2 separate regions of the Mus musculus genome follow, and region 1 is linked to region 2. A link is a contact called in public promoter capture Hi-C data. All regions are on one chromosome and are shown on one strand. The core of a region is the stretch at or near the end of the contact, and the rest is flanking DNA. Distances in the headings are between cores, read along the strand shown. Region 1 holds the start of Clps (colipase, pancreatic). Region 2 holds the start of 1810013A23Rik (RIKEN cDNA 1810013A23 gene).

Region 1 (6,586 bases), core at 3,477-5,976, 290 kb after region 2:
CCCTGGGAACTATGAGAGACCTGGATTTTCAAGCCACCACACAGAGCACAGCCTTGGATTCAGCAGACACTACACAAGCAAAAACCCACCTTTTCTGGGCATGATGCTGTAAGCCTGTAATCCCAACATTCAGGAGGCTGGGCTCAAATTTGAGCTGAACCCCGGATCCTCCTTCTTCAGCCTTCTGAGTGCTGGGATCAGACAGCCAGAGTCAGTGAGGCTGGAGTTTAAATCAGATCCTAGAGGGGCCAGAGGCTTCCTCAGTCTTGAAATGAGTGCTGACCCCCAAGGGGGGGTCTCCATTGTTCTCAGAACAAGGACTTTCTATATTGTAACAAGGACTTTCTACATTGTGACAAGGACTTTCTACATTGTGACAAGGACTTTCTACATTGTAGCAAGGACTTTCTATATTGTGACAAGGACTTTCTACATTGTGACAAGGACTTTCTACATTGTAACAAGACTGGGAAGGAACTAAATAAACATCTCTACCCATCCAATAAGGTTCTGACAATAAACCAAAGTTCCTTTCCACTACCCTCCTCCCCAGCATGTCAGACTTGAGTTCATTCTGCATACTTACAGAGTAGGGGTAAGGGGCTACGGACAGGAGATGCTGTCCTGGAATTCTGTGCCCCCAAGCTCCCACTCCTGCTCCTACATCAGCTTCCCCATGGCTTCAAGGCTGAAGCCCTTTGCCCTAATCCACTTCATCTGCTTCCCTGACACCACTCCCTCTCCAGGCCTCAAGCAATTAGGGCAGAATTGCAAACAGTTGTCTGGGAGGAGCAGCTGCAGAGTTACGTGATAGTCACATGACCCACACTCTAAGGCTGAACTGAAGATAGCGGTTGTTTGGCTGGGAGAATAGTCCTGTACAGCACACATTCATGGCTGTTTCTTCTGGCCTGTTTCTCCTGCTAGCCCAGAATCATAGGTCCACAGGAGTTCTTCTCCCAGCCTTTGATTATATGGTCATGACATAGTAGGGGCCAAGCCTTTAGCTGTACCCTAAAAGAGCTCTTCACTTTTGGACCATCCTATGTAACCACAACAACAGTGGCTGTTCCCCCCTCCCTCAGCAACAGCTTGTTTTGAATGTATCTCCCTATCACCCCCACACAGTCTCCCCTCCCAGAGGAGGGTGCAACCCTCTCGGGCTGCCACTGCCCTAAGACTGTACTATCTGGGAGGGTGGCAGTCTCTGAGACTGGCAGGAGGAAGCAGCAAGTGGCATAACAGAGAACGTTGGGTCCGGGATGATTAGGAGAAAGAAGAAAGGCTCTGGTCCTGGGGTTTGGGCTACAGTTGTCAGAGAGACTGGGGGACACAGCACCTGCCCTGAGCTCACAGGGCTAGCCCCACTTATTGAGCACATAACTGATTATGAGTCACTTTTCTCAGGGTTAAGGGGGTTGGAAACCGCTGCTCAAGGCAAACTTCTTCATATCACAATGCCCACAATTGGGGCAGACCAAGTATAGCTGCAAGGGAGGCTGGATGGCCCTGCCTGAGAATTTGTGATCCTTCTCCCAGAGCTGGGCTTGCCACCTCCTCAAGTAATACTGGAGTTCCACTGTCAAAAAAGAGGGGCAAAGCCACTCCCCCTTCTATGGTGCAGGCCAGGTGCAGAGGCAGGAGACACATTTAGCCTTGAAAGAGGGCCACGGTGGTGCTTTTGCATGTATCTAGACTGACAACAGTGCCCATGGTATTTTAGGCTCATCAGAGCTTGAGGGAAGTATCTTCGGTGTGCAGAAGTGCCAAGGGAGTTGGGCTCTACAGAAACACAGGACTGCCGATCACTGTAGTTGCCTGAACAAACGTTTCTCCCAGTAAGCCTGGGGCTCAGAGTCACCTGTTCTGAAATTCTGGGAGGGTGACATGGCTCAGCAGGTGTTTGCTGTAAAGTCTGATGACCTGATCAGATGCAGGGCCCCAACGAATCCCCAATGGAGGCTGGTGCTGTCTGCACCTGCTTGCTTGTCCTCAGGGGCTTGGAGGGGTGGAAGGCCTGGAGCCTGCTTCTTAAGCCCGACTCTAGTCCTGCCTATTCACCAGGCTGTGGACCTCAGTCTCCACACGCCCTTCTGCCCTGTGGGACCCTGGCCCTGGTAGACAAAGGTTTATGAGACTTTTACTTGCAGAGCAAGGACAGGCAGAGACGGACAAGGTTGCAAGTGGGTTTTAATTGCCAACAGCTGGCTGGCTCAGATGGGACAGAGGGAGAAAGAGAAGAAGGTATAACCCAGCTAACTGCGTGATCTCACTGCTTGGAGCGCCTGGAGTCGAGGCAGATGCCATAGTTGGTGTTGGTGATGGCGCCGATGATGCTCCTGTCCCCCTCACAGGTCAGGCCCCGCTCACAGGGACACCGGTAGTAGATCCCATAGAGGGTCTGCAGAGATGGGAACAACAGAGTCACTTGGTTATCTTTTGCTCCCTACTCTGCTGGGAACTGGCTGTCTGGTACTTCCCAGGGTGTTCCTGACTGCCTCACCAGGGGACCATGCATTAGGCCTTCTCCAATACTCCCACTAACTTAATGGCACAGAGGGGCCTCTATTTACCCTGTGGAATGGGAACACACACATACCTAGGGGTCACTGTGAAAGTCAAGTGGGGTCATGGGATGAGCTCCTGAGACCTCCTGTCTCACTCCTTCAACATTGCATGTCCAGATGCTCCCCCCCACTCCCTCCACTCCAGGGCACACACCTTTGGGGAGCACTCGCTGTTCTCCATGGCCTTGTGTGTGCAACGGGCAATGCCCAGGATGGTGTCATGTTGGCAGCATCTGCTCTTACACTGCATACTGTTCAAACAGATCTCACCGTCCTCCTGCAGGGACAACATGTCAGCCCAAACCCTTCCCCCATGCCTTTCTCCAGAGCTTGTCCCTGGCCCCACCACAGCTATAATCAGTGCCTCCCTTGATGGGTCTGGGATCACTGTGCCCTACCCATGTCAGGAGGTGGGGGGCAGCAGAGAAGCTATCCTGGGTTAGGAGTGCAGGCCTATAGGTCCTACTGGCTGCTCCTGGTGACCCTGGCCAGCCACTGGCACCTTGCTGCCTTGCACAGGTGCCCCCAAAGCAGGGCCTCCCACATTTCCTTCCTTCCTTTCTTTTTATTTATTTATTTTTATTTTTTTTTAAAGATTTATTTATTTATTTATTATATGTAAGTACATTGTAGCTGTCTTCAGACACTTCAGAAGAGGGGGTCAGATCTTGTTACGGATGGTTGTGAGCCACCATGTGGTTGCTGGGATTTGAACTCTGGACCTTCGGAAGAGCAGTCGGGTGCTCTAACCCACTGAGCCATCTCACCAGCCCCCTTCCTTTCTTTTTATGAGACAGGATCTCACAGCCCAGGCAGGAGTGGATTTAGCCCAGGCTGGCCTCAACCTGTGACCGCCTGCCCCAGCCTCCGCAGAGGTGGGATTATACACAGGCATCATGTGCTTGGCTTCAGCCACTTCTTAGAGGAGCCTGTGAAGGTGGCAGCCATCTCTATACAACACCCCACACTTACTGGACACAGAGGCACTAGCTTTTTTTTTTCTCTCTCTCTCTGTGTAGCCCTGGCTGTCCTGGAACTCACTCTGTAGACCAGGCTGGCCTCGAACTCAGAAATTCTCCTGCCTCTGCCTCCCAAGTGCTGGGATTAAAGGTGTGCGCCACCATGCCCAGCTGAGGCACTAGCTTTTAATCTCAGCACTGGACAGGCAGAGTCGGGTGGCTATGCGTTCAAGGCTAGCCTGGTCTACAAAATAAGTTCCAGGAAAACCATGGCTACACCATGAGGTCCTGTCTCAAATGAGTAGAGGACTCTACCCTTGTTCAAAAGACATGTACAGAGGTTTCTGGGCTGTCCTGGGCTAGCCCACACCCCTCGCCTTCCCTGGGGCTGCTGGCCATGCAGGGCTTGCCCCACTGAGGCATGATGAGAAGGCAGCATGGGTCCCTGCACAGGGGCTACAGCCCCAGTTTCCCCAGCTTCCTCTGCCTGGCTCTGGGCTGTACTATGAAGATAAACTACACATCCTCCCAGCCTTTAGAACTGGGTCTAGTCCACAGAAAGGTATCATTAGGAGGCTGGAGAGATGGCTCTGCAGTTAAGAGCACTGACGGGTCTTCTAGAGGCCCTGATGTCCTCTTCTAGTGTGTCTGAAGACAGCTACAATGTACTCATAGAAATAAAAGTAAATGATAAAGGTATCATTAGAAGGTAGAAACTAGAGTCATTATCATGCGCTTTTTAAGAAAGTTGTCAGTCTTTAAGTCACGGGACCTTCCTATCCAGGGTTCTAGACAAGCCTTAGGGCTCTCTGTCTTTGCTGCAGAGAGCACTTTCTCCCTCTCAGTCAGGTGGAGTTCGGAGCTGTTCTCCATCTCTCTGGCAAAAAGGCTCCTAAGACAGCCGAGAACTCAGGGAGGGATGCCCTAGCTGTGTGCTGCCGGAGGTCAGAAGCCGTGCTTTCAAAATCCCCATGAGACTCGGCCGGCTGTACAGAGGTTCCTTACCAGGTTGATAATAAGACCCCGGGGTCCGGGAGCTGCATAGGCCACTGCAAGGAGGGACACAAGCAGAAGAACAAGGACCTTCTCCATGGTGTCTGGTAAAGCTGGGGTGGATGGAAGCTGGAAGTTCAGACAGCAGAAGGCAAGAGCCAAGTGAGGGAGAGAGCCTTTAAAGAAGCCCTATCTACACATGACCCGCCTTCGGCACACTGTGACACAAACAGTCACAGATGTGGTCTGTCAGCTGGGGGAGGGTCCTGATAAGGTGGTTGACAAAGGTCATATTGTGTGTGTGTGTGTGTGTGTGTGTGTGTGTGTGTGTGTGTATACTCATGCGTGCACGTACTCCAGTTCATGGGACTATGGGTCATGTTATCACACTATGGTTAAGACAATAGACTCTGGGGCTAAGTCTTTCAGTGTTAGAGTATTTGCCCACCCAGTGCTTATGAGCTCCTGGGTTTGATACCCAGTAGCACAAATAAGGGGGAAAAGGGGGGGATGGGAGGAGCTGTGTGAGGGAGTACCGGGAGGAGAGGGGGGCTAATATTGGGATGTAACGTGAACAAATAAATCAATTAATTTTTTAAAAAGTGTGGGGAGGACCCTGGAGGAGTAACTGTACAAGATATCAGCTGGCAGAGATGGGTAGCCTAAACGTTCTAGCTGAGCCTTCTGGTCTGTCAGCCAGAAGTGACTTCAAGAGCCAGAATGGTGGAGTGGACTCCATCTGCCGTCTTGAGTTAACTGGAAACTCCTGAAGTGCGTTTATATGACATATGGCCATATGCATAGCACGCCGAATCAGACTGTTACCTGAGAGCTCTGGAGATCTGATCTGGTGACTTGAGCATGGAGTGGCAAGGCTGGGGTGACTCACAAGAGGAACCTAAGGTATTTGTGTCACCTGCTGTGAGGCCTGCCCAAACTCAGGTGGGTGTGAGGTTTAGGCAACAAGGGTCTTAGGAGCTTACCATAAGATTTCCTCCCATGCTTGTTGGGGATCCCTTTGGCTACCCTGGCTAAAATATGCATGTTCCCTGAAGAACAACCCCCTGCCCGGCCCAGGGAGCTGTCTACAAGGCAGTAACAGCCCTGTTGGACTCTCTCCAGTGACTCACTCTGCACCTGCAAATTAAGTATAAAAGCGACACCCCACTGGGCAATAGTGGTGCCCACCCATCCTCCATCGCCACACTCCTGAGGTAAGGCTTTCAGTCATTCTGCCCCCTACCCAAGGTCGTGTATAGATGGGAGTACTCCCTACTCCTGCCTGGGAATGAAGTGGTCTCCGAGCCTGGCGGTGCAGGCTGGGAAGAGTCCAGCTGCTGGAGTGTGCTCAGGTGTGCAAACAGAGAAGCTTTCCCTGAAGGTCTGCTTGCCGCCTGCCACCACCAACCCCAACCCCAGGAGGTGGAAAGCTGCCTCTGGGGCCCCAGGCTGGGGTGCTTCTGGGCACAGTTTTGATCTTGACCAACTTGGCTTCAAGTATCAGCACTTAGGAATGCCATGACCTTGGGAGTCATTCCCGGGGTCAGAACTCAGGGTCACCATCTGGAGGAGCCAAGAGACCCTCAGCATGAGAGGAACAAATGCCGGGGTCTGGGGGATGGGAGGGTGGGTGTAGAATCTGCCATCTCATTTTCAGGGACTTGTGTTGAAAGCCTCTCACCCCTTGTCTGTTCCCTTCCTCTGCCCGGGTTTGGCCAATGCCCCAGGTCCCCAGGTTCTGGGAGAGTGGCAAGGAGGCCATCAGGGTCCTTTCTTCACACTCCACCCAGTGACTTCAGAAACAGTCAAGACCACTGAGACACCTTCAGTGTGATGACTCCAGCTGCTCACAGGAAACTTCCTGTAGCTGAAGTTTTGACTGCTACAAGCACAGAGTTTAGCAAAGAGCTTGCTTCCACGATTCTGAGTCTCCTGATGCACATGAATTGAAGCCATTAAAAAAAACTGTAAAACCCAGGAGGCAGAAGCCAGAGAGGCCAGTCTGGTTTATAGAGACAGTTCTCAGGACAGCCAGGTTTACACAGAGAAATCCTGTCCCAAAAAAAC
Region 2 (5,819 bases), core at 3,235-5,734:
TTTGTCTTTTTTTTTTTTTTTTTTTTTTTTTTCTTTTCTGAGACAGGGTTTCTCTGTATAGCCCTGGCTGTCTTAGAATCACTTTTGTAGACCAGGCTGGCCTTGAACTCAGAAATCCGCCTGCCTCTGCCTCCCAAGTGCTGGGATTAAAGGCGTGCACCACCACGCCCAGCTTGTTTGCTTGTCTGAAGGTTAACAAGTTTGTTCATACAGAAATAGCAGGTACACAGATCAGAAAGTGTGACCAAAAGAGCTGAGCTATCTCTGGGCTTGCAGCCCCACCCCCAGAACCCAGGGGTGTGTGCCTGGCTCCTCCTACCTGAGCATATTCACTCACTCACACTCTCTCATAGAACACGGGTGTGAGCCTGGCTCCTGCCTGTGCATACTCACACTCGTTCACACTTGCTCTCTTCCTGCTCCACAACCCGAAGCTGGGGAGCCTAAGTTGATCTCACGTCTAGCTTTTCTTTCTCACTGGAACCTGTGGTTGGACTCTCAGTATCAGCCACTGCATTCTCTTTGAAACCATTTGGATGTCCATGTGGTGCATGCATGCATGCATGTGTGTGCATGTGTGTGTGTGTGTGTGTAGTTTAACCGAAGATCCTCATGCAAACTGGACACTATAATGCCTTAAAGCCGGCACTGGAGAGATGGCTCAGCAGTTACAAGTACTAGCAGCTCACTCTCCTCAGTCCCTCATCTGGCCTGTGCGGCATTGCACACACATGCTATAAGGGGCATTCGGGCAAACACTCATACATAAAAATAAATAAATTCTCTCTCTCTCTCTCTCACACACACATACACACACACACACACACACACACACACACACACACACGTTTTAAGCTGTAGACTTGAGGCAACTGGGCCGTCTAAAGCAAAGCTCTTCCTAGCTCAGTGTAGACAGGCCGGAAAGGAGCGATAGAGCAAAGCTCTTCCTAGCTCAGTGTAGACAGGCCGGAAAGGAGCGATAGAGCAAAGCTCTTCCTAGCTCAGTGTAGACAGGCCGGAAAGGAGCGATAGAGCAAAGCTCTTCCTAGCTCAGTGTAGACAGGCCGGAAAGGAGCGATAGAGCAAAGCTCTTCCTAGCTCAGTGTAGACAGGCCGGAAAGGAGCGATAGAGCAAAGCTCTTCCTAGCTCAGTGTAGACAGGCCGGAAAGGAGCGATAGAGCAAAGCTCTTCCTAGCTCAGTGTAGACAGGCCGGAAAGGAGCGATAGAGCAAAGCTCTTCCTAGCTCAGTGTAGACAGGCCGGAAAGGAGCGATAGAGCAAAGCTCTTCCTAGCTCAGTGTAGACAGGCCGGAAAGGAGCGATAGAGCAAAGCTCTTCCTAGCTCAGTGTAGACAGGCCGGAAAGGAGCGATAGAGCAAAGCTCTTCCTAGCTCAGTGTAGACAGGCCGGAAAGGAGCGATAGAGCAAAGCTCTTCCTAGCTCAGTGTAGACAGGCCGGAAAGGAGCGATAGAGCAAAGCTCTTCCTAGCTCAGTGTAGACAGGCCGGAAAGGAGCGATAGAGCCCACTCTTCTTTGAACCAGTGAGGAAGCTTCCAGAACATGAAAATGTTCTGCTCTAGAGACTCAGAACAGGCCGGGTGGTGGTGGCGCACGCCTTTAATCCCAGCACTTGGTAGACAGAGGCAGGCGGATTTCTGAGTTCGAGGCCAGCCTGGTCTACAGAGTGAGTTCCAGGACAGCCAGGGCTACACAGAGAAACCCTGTCTTGAAAAAAATAAAAACAAAAACAAACAAAAAAAAGAGACTCAGAACAGGCAGTAGCTCCCGAGGCAGGCTGCAGGCACTCCACAGAGATGAAAGAGATGAACACTTCTCTTATGGACATGACATGAGCCAGCTCCTTCTGTTGGGGAGGAGGAGGTTAGAGGAGCTACATGCCTTGTTTGAGACAGACTTTTTCACTGGGACTTGGAGCTTGCTAAGTGGGCTAAGCTGGCTGGCCAGTGAGCCCCAGGGACCCGCCTGCCTCTGCCTCCCCAGTGTTGGGCTTACAGGTGCAGCCACCACACCCAGCTCTTTCATGTGAGCTCCAGGCATTCAACTCAGGTCCCCATAGTTATACAAGTGACTTACCAATTGTGCCGTCTGTCCCCCCCAGCCTGAGCTAGCTCAGTGTTTTAAATGAGCCACATAAGAAAGGGCAGGAAGAGCACACAGGCAGAGCACCCATGCTTAGGTCTCAGTCCCCTCTGGGCAGTCTTGAACTCGCCTTTGGTCAGCACATGCCTGCTCTGTACCCACCACTTGGGGAGCTTGTGGGAAACGAGGGTACCCAGCACTTGTCCTCCGAGGGCCTCACACATACACAGCATTAAGCAAAGCTTGCTGATGGTGACTGGTCAGGAGCGCTGTCAGCTCTTCCAGGGGCATTGGGATTGCTCTGGTGGGGACTGGACACTCAGGACCTCTCCAGGGTTCTGGAAGGGGTCACCATCACCCCTTGGCAACAGACACCTATGGTGACTTCAGGTGTGCCTGTGGTCACACCCCAGGCAGCCAAATGCATGTCAGATGCGTTAGCAAGCAGACGTGGGAAGAGCTGTGGATGGGGAGGCGGAGGCTTATCTAAGGAAGTGGTGGCCAAGCCCATGTCTGACGGATGAGGAGGCATAAGTCAGAGTGAGTAGTGGCTGAGGTGGCCCAGGCAGAAAGAGCTGCCTCAGTGGATGCCTCAGGGTAGGGAGCGCCCTACTGCTGGGTTTAAGATGTCAGGCCCTCTGCTTCTCCACTGACTTTGCCGACCTCTGGTGCTCTCTCTCTTTCTTCTGTCTCTTTCCACTCCGATTTAACTTACCTTATACTTACTGGTGTTTTGCCTGCATGTGTATCAGCATCATGTGTATGCAGTACTGCGTGAAAGCCAGAGGGGGTGTCAGATCTTCTTGGAACTGTAGTTAGAGACCGTGCAAGCGCTGGGGATGGAGCCTGAGGGTTAGTGCTCTTAACCACTGAGCCATCCGAGGTCTCCCCTCCGAAGTCCAACCTCAGAGTTAGGTTCACGTGTTATACCTGGGATCCAAGGCCACGGCCTGCGCCTTATCTGAGAGCTGGATGCCTCAGCGAGGTGCGGCTCACTGGCTCTGCCTGCCCCACTAGCCCTCCTGCTTGGCCTTTCCCACCTTGCCAGCGTTCATTCTTCTGCAGGCTCTGCTTCCTGTGTGGTCTCCTCACACAGCTGTTGGTGCCTGGGTCAGTGTGTTTACACATGCTCAGCACCCACGCCGGGCCAGGAAGTGACTCTACCTGAGGAGGACTCTGGCTGCTGTGCGTGCGTGCCTGCGGGAGCCTGCCCCTGGAGCCACATAAGAAAGGGCCTAAAGGACTGCAGGTTCCCAGCAGTCCCTGGCTGTCAGGATTTGGGAACAAGGAACAGAAATTTCCAGAAACCCTTCAATTTATAAATTATTCTGTGTCTTTCACACAGAATTTTAAAGGAATGTTTTCACTTTATGAATTTTAAAAGAAAAAAAACTGACTTTTCCTGCTTCCTTCATTTTTTGATGCCTGAGACAAAGGAGGGTCTCAGGCTCCAGATCTTCCCATATCTCTGTGCTGATAATGGCGTTTCAGGCACGGGGCCCCACACGCTCGTTTTAATTTAATTTTCTGATATGAAGTGTGAAGGCCTAAGTTCCATTTCCAGAGCCTGCACTAAAAGCTTGGCTGTGCACCTGCGAGCGCAGCACGGGGAGGTGGAGAGAGATGGGTCTCTGGGGCATACCGGCCAGCCTAGCCTGCTCACCAGCCTCCAGACCTGTGAGAAACCTTGTCTCAGAGGCGGGAGGTTGCTTTCCCTAGGAGGCCTGCCACCTGCAGGTTCAGGAAAGATCGTGGGTTCCCAGCCAGCCAGGACTATAGAATGGAAATCCCATTGTATAGAAGGCACCTAAAGGCCATGCCTTTAGTACCAGCAGAGGCCTGGAAGGACTGACCTCTGCGTGTGCGAGCCACTGGCGACCATCACTCCCATGTCATGAGTAATGGCAGTTAAGAAACGTTTTTTTTGTGAGCCGGGTGTGGTAGTGCACGCCTTTAATCCCAGCACTTGGGAGGCAGAGGCAGGCGGATTTCTGAGTTTGAGGCCAGCCTGGTCTACAAAGTGAGCTCCAGGACAGCCAGGACTACACAGAGAAACCCTGTCTCAAAAAACCAAAAAAAAAAAAAAAAAAAAAAAAAGAAAGAAGCGTTTTGTGATGAACCTTCAGAACCAGTATTCCTGGGTTTGGGACCACTCAACCCTGCTGCCTCTTCGCATGACTGTAACAGCACTTCCGGACCCGAGGCTGCGTGAGATTGAGCTCCCAGGCCAGGCCACTCTGCTCATGAGCCAAGCTTACTTGTGTTTGGGGACAGTCTTGCCTTGTCCCTGTGCCAGTCCTACCTCTGATGTGGTTGGCCAGCACTAAGGTCACTCCAGTACAGGGCTCCCAGGACACCACACCCTGTGTTTCCCAGCGCCCTGTGCACCTGGCAGTCTCAGGTAGAAAGCAGGCCCTCCGCTGGGCTAGCTGCAGGCCCCCTGCCTGCTCTCAGCCTCTTTTAGAGGGAAGGCTGTGTCCAAGGTATCCTGCAGGCACCCTTCCAACCCCCACCTACTCCCTCGGGGACGTGCAGGCTGTAAGGAGCAGACTGTGAGCCATGGTAAGGTCAGTGCCTAGGGTTCCCAAGCTGGCCTGTGAATCCCAGGTAGATAAGGAAGGCCCTGCCTCGATCTGGACTCCTGGGGAAGAGAGAAGCAGGAAGCTTCAGTGGGGAAAGGTGCGGAAGGCCTTGCCAAGCAGGTTATGGTGGGTGGGGAGCTACCACCTGCTGTAGCCCCAGGATTTGGGTGGAGACTGTGGTAGAGGCCTCCAGAAAAGAGGGCTGGGCAGCTGAGTGCCGAGTGGCCCGGGACTGGCTGAGTGGCCTCTGCTGCGGCGGCCCACAGCCAGCCCACAGACCTGTCTCTATCCAGTTTGCAGCATCCGCATCCTCAAGGAAGCCGCTCCTGAGCCCTGGGTGAGTAGAGAGGACTCTGTCCCTAGCACTCCTCGGTGTCCTCCAGAGCATTTATTGTTGAGAAGTCGGTGGCTAGGGCTGAATCAGTTTGTTGTCTTTCCTGTCTGGGCCACCTTGTCCTCTGCCTATTGCCACAGCACCAAGACAGTCAGCTCTCTGGGCGTTCCGAGTGCCTGTTCTGTGCTGTCCTCCCTCTTCGGCCTCCCGGGAAGCTCATGAGTTGGAGGCCAAGGCCGGAGAGTCCTGGCAAGGAACAGGTTGCTCTGTGCAGGCTGGGGAAAGTGCTGGGATGTCTTCCCCTGGCTCATGGCCACCTCAGAGCCTGCATTTCAGCACTCCTGAATGAACCAGTGTTTACAGGTTGTCCCTGTCACCAGTGTAACATCTGGTGCACAGAGGCATGTGTCCTCGGCATTCTGTGTCGAGCCGGTTCCTTGCTTGTGAGGTGAAGGAGCCCAGTGTGACCTGAGTGTGTGAGGTGTACTGTCCTGTTAATGTGGTGTGCAGGTGTCACCCCTGTAGCCTGCTTCCGGCGTTATTTCTCTGTCACATCCGCAGACCCCCTCCTGAGTGAGCGTGCAGGCTGCCAAGGGAATCTGGGGGATCCTAGCGGGTAGATCTGTGGAGGGCATGGTTGGGCTCCCATCTCTAGAGTGCTCTACTAGGGCAGGGAGAGCCCATCTGCTCCGCTGCCTCTCCACTCAACCGCTTTGTCCCTTTTCTCAGGGACCAGGAAAGCCTTGGGGACTTCCTGCTTTCCAGAGCTGAGTGAAGCAGCCCTTATCTGGAACTCGAAAG

The links. Promoter capture Hi-C pulls out the DNA fragments that hold promoters and counts their contacts.
Region 1: a promoter capture Hi-C map of hematopoietic stem and progenitor cells shows a contact between it and region 2, with 2.9 times the contacts expected there. The contact joins the promoter of Clps here to the promoter of 1810013A23Rik in region 2. A contact is called at or near these places in 8 of 39 promoter capture datasets (the 3T3-L1 cell line, the C10 cell line, cranial neural crest and 4 more), 1 of 115 datasets of contacts at active chromatin or transcription factors (pancreatic cancer cells) and 1 of 9 other capture datasets (adipose tissue).

Annotation. Positions count from the first base shown.
Region 1 is chr17:28,556,040-28,562,625 of GRCm38.p6, forward strand. It overlaps Clps (colipase, pancreatic), which reads right to left and starts at 4,727. Exons shown (of 3, transcript NM_025469.3): 1 at 4,532-4,727; 2 at 2,722-2,844; 3 at 2,171-2,401. The coding sequence starts at 4,618. The coding sequence ends at 2,270. It overlaps Mir6969 (microRNA 6969), which reads right to left and starts at 2,462; the gene lies at 2,402-2,462.
Region 2 is chr17:28,267,224-28,273,042 of GRCm38.p6, forward strand. It overlaps 1810013A23Rik (RIKEN cDNA 1810013A23 gene), which reads left to right and starts at 4,485. Exons shown (of 3, transcript NR_045427.1): 1 at 4,485-4,664; 2 at 4,978-5,021; 3 at 5,748-5,819. All of the region lies in intron 2 of Ppard (peroxisome proliferator activator receptor delta), which reads left to right.